Linked DNA regions of Sus scrofa: region 2 is linked to region 1. Evidence: chromatin contacts called from public HiChIP or PLAC-seq data. All regions are on one chromosome and are shown on one strand. Each heading gives the region's core, a stretch centred on a gene start, on an enhancer-like site or on the middle of the called end of the contact. The rest is flanking DNA. Distances are from core to core; before and after follow the strand shown.

Region 1 (3,256 bases), core at 131-2,630:
CCCTCCCCTCAAAAGCATCCTCTAATGGCTCACTCCATTCCCCAGACATGCACACCAGGACAGGGCGGTCCTCAAGGCAGAGGCAAAGCCTGACTCCTTGACAACTTCTGTCTAGCAATGAATCGGCCTGCCAGACCCAGGCTTCAGAAGAGGAGGCCTGGCATACCTTCTGGGGCCATGAAGATGAGACCAGGCCCTCCCCTGACTCTCAGGTAAGGTCCCAGCTGGGCTGCTCTCACACCCCTCCTTTTTTTCAGACCAACACTTGTGGCCAAGGTGACAATCCTGACCTCCTGCTACTTACTGCCAGTCCTATCTCTTTCCTATAAGTCAAACTGCCAGGGACCCCAGCCTGAGAATGACAAGCTGAGCGTTAACAAACTTCCAACACTTCCAAAACAGAGAGCACGCAATTCCTAGTGACCACTGTACACCACACCCCCACAGACCCCAGCTCTTTCTGACCACGTCGGAACATTTCAGAAGATCCTGACTTGGCCACGTCTGATTTCCAAACTTCCTAGAGCTCCTTTCTCCACCTTGTCAAGACCCAGTGTGCTAGGAGACAAATTCCAAAACACAGTATCTTTCACCTGGTGAGCAAAGCAGTTATAAGCACAGGCTCTGGAGCAAGACTTGCCTAAATTTCAATCCCAACCCTACCATTTCCTAGCTGTGTGACCCCAAGCACATTGCCCAACCTCTCTGTGCTTGTTTCATTGCCTGCAAAAAAGGGATAATAAGAATTCCTACTTCCGAGGATTCACAGGATTGTTGTGAGGCTCCAATGAGTTATTGCATCAAAGTGCGTAGCTCAGAATAAGCACTCTGTAAATGTTACCTACTATTATGGGGCCCGGAAATTTCGGCCCTGGAAAAGAAGCATTATTTTTGTCAATTTCAACTCTGCATTCCAGTACCTCAGGCAGGTAGAGGCCAAGTGGAATCAGTTTGGGGACGGGGGGGATGATATTAGAAAGGAGACTTCCTCTTGTAAAGATGTAAAGCTTCTGAGCCTCTGCTGACCACCTGGTATCTGCAGAAAAGGCAAAAAGAAAAGAAAGAAAAATCCAGGCTGGAGACCCACCCAGGGAGGATGGAGAAGCAGGCTCCCTCAGTCTCTGGGAAGGTCCCTTGGCCGCTTTCGCCCCGGCCCCCGCCCCGCCTCCACCGCAGATGCTCAGACCCTCAGAAACCTAACACCCGGGAGGCGAAAGCCTGCGAGTTCCCAGAGCCTCTCAGGCACGCGGCCTCTCTCCCCACCGGCAGCGCCTTAAATACCAGAGGACTTGCCAAAGATGGAACTGTTTTGTTGGGAGCTCGGGTTTCTCCCGCCGCGAGGCTGAGCCGGTGGCGCAGCTGCTCAGAGGTCACGCCCGAGACACGTCCGCACAAGCCCGGCCGGGGGTGCTGGGGACGCGGGGGCGCGTCAGCTTCTCCCGGGACCTGCCGAGTCTCCGTTCCCATCTTCGTTTCACAAACACGCAACCCACGGAGGTGGCTTTCCTCTCCCATCGAAGACACTCATTTTGCAAAACAAAAAGGATGCAAAAACAAAACAAAAGGATCCCCAGCGAAAAGAAATGTTTCTTTAAAAATGCCAATTGCGAGCTTTTTGCTGTGGTGAGTGGTTTTGGAATTCAGTCTGTATGGGGATCTGGAATTCTTTTTCAAGAAATGGCTGAAGGAGAAAGACCTCAATTTGCTATAGGAAACCTGAAGCCATTTAACCTTGAGAAGTTAGTCTTCATTTTTTGTTACTTAAAATATTTGCATTTGTATGCTTAGAGCCCTCTGCATATGATAAAAATAGAAGGCACTGAACAGTTAACCACCTGTGTTTTCCTTGGATTGCATATTTTCCACTGTAAACAAGAAAACACAGATTGGAAATCCATTCATTCCTCCGTAAGAAGTGCTTCAGTTGGGGTTTGTTTGCGTTTTCAATCAATGGAAACCAAAAACAAGCTTTGCTAGATTAAGATATTTCATGCAAATAAGCCCCAAGACATCTTTCAATCCCTCTGCTGCTATTTCTACAGAAGGCCAAGATTTGTTCTTAATGCACTTAATAATTATAATCACTGTTTAATTTACTAAGCACCTACTATGGCTCATAATACAGATTTGACTTATCTCATTTGTGATAATATTGGGAAAGAGTTTTTTTGGTTGTTGTTTGGGGTTTTTGTTGTTGTTGTTGTTTTGACTCTTTAGGGCCGCACCCGAGGCATATGGAAGTTCCCAGGCTAGGGGTCAAATCGGAGCTACAGCTGCTGCCCTACACCACAGCCACAGCAATGGGGGATCAGAGCCATGTCTGCGACCTACCACAGCTCACAGCAGTGTCAGATCCTTAACCCACTGAGTAAGGCCAGGGATCAAACCTGTGTCCTCTTGAATACTGGTCAGGTTCGTTCCTGCTGAGCGGCACTGGGAACTCCAGAAAAAAGTTAGTCTTAATTCCTGTTTTACAGGGGAGAGGACAGCTTCGGAAGGAATAAGTGGTAGCTAGTAAATGATGCCATCTGGGCCACTTAGGTCCACCAGCTGCAAATCTGTACTCTTTTCACTACCATAAACCATTTCTGGTGTTTAAATATTTCTAAGTAAATGGATGGTTAGGAACATAGAGGTGATCCGATCTCTTGATTTCTAATATAACTTTCAGGGGCAGAGGCATTCAATACAAGGCACTTGGTTTCTAGAGCTAGATGATCTTGCCATCTAACATTTGGGGGGGGTTGTTTGGTTGGTTGGTTTGGGGGGTTTTTTTGGTTTTTTTTTAAGGGCCACAAAAAAAAAAAAAAAAAAAAAAAAAAAACATGTGGCATATGGAAGTTCCCTGGGCTGGGGGTCGAATTGGAGCTACAGCTGCCAGCCTACACCACAGCCACAGCAACGCTGGATCCAAGCCTCATTTGTGACCTATGCCAAAGCTTGCAGTAATTCCGGATCCTCAACCCACTGAGCGAGGCCAGGAATCGAACCCCCATCCTCATGGATACTAGTCGGGTTCTTAACCTGCTAAAACACAACAGGAACTCCTTGCCATCCGACCTCAAAAAGCCTCTCTGCCTCAGTTGCCCCTCTCTGAAACTAGACAGTCTCTTTAAAGTCCTATCTACCTCTGACGTCTGAAGATTTACCCTAAACTAAAAGTTCAGACACTTTAGCTTGTTACTGGACACTGCATAATATTAATCGCTGCGTTCCTGATTCCCAGGTTCCTTTTATCTGAGTCTATAGTTCTCAA
Region 2 (3,363 bases), core at 706-3,205, 250 kb after region 1:
ACCTCATAGACACCTGTCTTAGAGGTGGGGTGCACTGAGCACAAAGTCCCCAAAGTGGGCTGGATGGTCAGCTCTGGCTGCAGCTCCTGGTGGGTTTCTGTCTTTTTTTGGTCATTATTCATGCAGGCACTCTAAGGGGCACAGAGAGTCCGGGTGGAGAGAACAGAAAAACACACAAATAAATGACCACGAAATAGGTAACACGAGGAGGTTGTGCTGTTCGGGGGAGTGGGAGGAGGGATGGCATTTGGAGTGGGTGGGAGGAGGGATGGCATTTGGAGCGGGTGGACACTGGAGGGATGCATGGTGTGGGGAGGGGAAATCAGAGTGGGCTTCCTGGAGGCTGCATGGCCATCACAGCCCAAGCATGAGGGAGCCTGAACATGTCCAAATTTGGACCTCACACTCTGAACCACTCCTCTGCCCTGTCCTCAAAAGGTGAGACCCCCAACTTGTGTCCTGTCTGGGAGCTGTAAACAGGATGTCTGGCTGGAAAAGAGGCAGCCGAAGCTACCCGGAGAGGGGGAAGGGGGACTTGAATTTAAAGTTGATGGGTTTGGGTTCTATCCAGGATCCCACGGGAAGCCATCTGAGGTGTGATGCAGGAAACAGACACCGATGGGAGTTTCAGGAAGGCTGAGTCTAGAGTCCAGCAAATTGCTGATGTGCAAAGCTCTAGCTTGAGAGCCTGTGTAAGAGAATCACGCACAGTTCTGTATAAGGTTATATAGCATTTCGAAGGGCTACATTTCAACATCGTCTTCCTTTCCATTCGTCCCCCACCCAAACACTGGGGAGGGGTGAGGGGGAATCTTCAATTTGTAATTGTTGAGTCAAGTTTTCCTCTTGTGGACTTTTACAATTCCCAGCTCCACCACCCTGTTATGGGCTTTACAGAAAACAAAGAACCTGAACTTAAACATTAACCAAGATCACTGAGAATGACAATGAAATGTACAGCCTTGGTGTCCTGGGAGGAGAGGCCCCTGACTCTGGCTGGTGGTTCAAACAGGAAAGGGACCTGGGCAGGCGCCATGGCCAAGGGATTAGGAGGCCAGCTGATCCCAACAGCACTTTCCACGCCAGCCAAAAAAAGACTGACTGACCTCATGTAAGGGCGAGGTGCCTGGGTACAAGGAGGGCTTGGACAGGGTCCCAGCCCTGAGAAACTCATGTCCCACATGAGAAAAGCCCTTAAGGGGACTGATCCAGGGCCATGGAAGGCAGAACGAGGAGGGATGTGTTTCACCCTAGAGGAGGCAGCACCTGCTGTAGGTCTTAAAGAATCAATAAACATTTACCAGTAGAAAAGAGTAGCTGGTCTGGGCAGAGGGAATAGGTGAGCTCAGGGTAGAGGGAGCCACGCGTGGTATGTCTGGGAAATGATTAGTCTGCTGTGGTTGTGGGTGTAGGGGGCACAGGGAAGGACGGGGGTGTGGAGGATGGCCAGGGCTGGAAGGCGGCATGGGACCAGATGAGAAAGGTTAGATCTAAGGTGTAGGCCCTTGGGCTCTGTCTAAAGCCCCTGGGCCACTGTGGGGAGGGTAGCCTGGTAGGGTGCCCTGGTGGGAGGCTGCTGGGGTCATCCAGGCCAGAGGTGATAAGGAGCTGAAGTTCAAGGCTGCAGCAGAAGGGAGTGGGGAAGGGGGTGGTGTGGGATGGGGGTCTGGGCACAAGAGGTTTCCAGAAGCACTGTCTTCTGACTCAGAGACTAGTTGGGTGGGGGTCACTGAGGTCAGGGACTGAACACTGACTTGGTGCCATCCTCTGGGAAAGGAAGGGGTCTAGCTGGGCAGCAGGAAGCCCACGGGTATCCCAAACAGAGGAAATTTAATACAGGGGATTGGTTGCATAGTGATGTGAAAGCTGAGAGGCCAAAGAAGATGCAGAGGCAGCACAGAGGTTAGCAATGGGACAAGGCCACTGGCGCCACCTAGAGCAGGAGGGAGGAAGAGGTGTGGCAGCATTAGGTAGAGCTCAGAGGCCAGGAGCAACCCAGCCCAGCAGAAACCAGAGCAAGCCCGGATAGTGGGAGCTGGGGCCAGGGAGGAGACCCAGGCCCCGCTGGAGATGCTTCCTAGAGCAGAAAGTGTGAAAGAAATACCCCGACTTCTCCCCAGCCATCTGCTATGGGCCACACCTACTTGAAAGCCCAAGACAGGAAATCCCTAGAACAGGACTAGAGAGGCAGCTGGGGTGAGCAGAGGTGAGTGCAGATTTAAGCATGAGGGGCCTCCCTGGAAAGGTATCCAGCAAGCACTGGAGACAGAGGCTTGGAGGGCCGGACAGGCGGGTGTGGAAGGCTTGGTATGGCTCCCAGCAGAGGCAAAAGCTGACTCATGCCTGAGACACATGGTCCCAGAGCTGAGCCTCCTGGGTGGGGCAGGGCAAGGTGGTGTCATGTGGCGCAGGGATATGTAGGGCCCTGTGTCGGGAGAAAGGATGCCACGGGGGAAATGGGCTGGCCCGGAGAGGCTGTCAGACCCACGTCATCATCCCTATCCTGATGGCTGTGTGACTTTGGGCAAGTGAACAATATTCTCTGGGCCTTGGCTTCCTGCCTGTAGAACAGAGAGCATACATCCCCCACAGGCTCTCTCTGAGTCAGGAGGGTCAGCCTGGGCTCGGTGATGCCAAGTGGCTGAGTGAGGCATTGGGCTTGAGTCTGACACATGCTCCTGGGGCCACCTAAGATTACACACCTGCAGAGAGAGACCGCTGGCAAGTTCAGGGCCCAAGCTGGCTCCACAGAACACAAGACAGGAAGGGATCCCTCTGAGGTCCTCTGGGGCTGGGGGCCTTGACCCGGGTCCCTGAAATGGTGTACAAAGTCCAATGGGTATTTTTCCTGGGAGAGGGCCTGATTCTTAGAAGAACTGACAACCCCTGCTCATGAACTGCAGGCTAAGCCCCTCCAACTCTTCAGCCCCACCTCCCAGCACACCCAGCCCCATACAAACCACCCCAGCATCACAGAAGGGCTTGTGGTTGCCCCCAACTCACCAGGCTTCCACTCCTGGGCCCTCCCTCAGTGGACCTTGCCCCTCCACCTGGAGTCTCTCCTTCCCTCCCCTCCCACATATCTTATCTTCTCCAGCCTTTAAGCCTCTGTTCAAGCATCACTGCCTCCAGAAGGCTTCCTCTTACCCTCTGACCCTGGCTCCTTCCTGGATGGGCAGGCGTAGCAGATCATATTCTCCAAAGACGGCCACTCCCATGTATTTAGGCTACCCATAGCATCTCCTGCCCATGTGACGGACACACCTTCCACTGTGAGGGGTCTATGTCCCCTCCTCTTGGATCTGGGAGGGACTTGCAACGGCCCTGACCGATAAAGCACAGTGATGCTTCGTGGCTTCAGGG

Evidence for each region. HiChIP or PLAC-seq counts read pairs in DNA pulled down with a chosen protein or histone mark.
Region 2: a contact with region 1 is called in an H3K27ac HiChIP or PLAC-seq map of skeletal muscle, with 4 times the contacts expected there. The contact joins two enhancer-like sites. A contact is called at or near these places in 5 of 47 Hi-C or Micro-C datasets (embryonic fibroblasts, psoas muscle, retroperitoneal adipose tissue and 1 more) and 1 of 2 datasets of contacts at active chromatin or transcription factors (skeletal muscle).

What each region holds. Positions count from the first base shown.
Region 1 is chr13:131,054,846-131,058,101 of Sscrofa11.1, forward strand. No RefSeq gene overlaps it. Among named protein-coding and RNA genes, the nearest start is that of HES1, 79 kb to the right of the region's middle. Within about 2 kb of position 1,381, at least 27 of the 83 cell types and tissues checked have an H3K27ac peak or open chromatin away from gene starts, as enhancers often do. A contact at or near this core is called in skeletal muscle, where this site is marked.
Region 2 is chr13:131,309,051-131,312,413 of Sscrofa11.1, forward strand. No RefSeq gene overlaps it. Among named protein-coding and RNA genes, the nearest start is that of CPN2, 27 kb to the right of the region's middle. Within about 2 kb of position 1,956, at least 20 of the 83 cell types and tissues checked have an H3K27ac peak or open chromatin away from gene starts, as enhancers often do. A contact at or near this core is called in skeletal muscle, where this site is marked.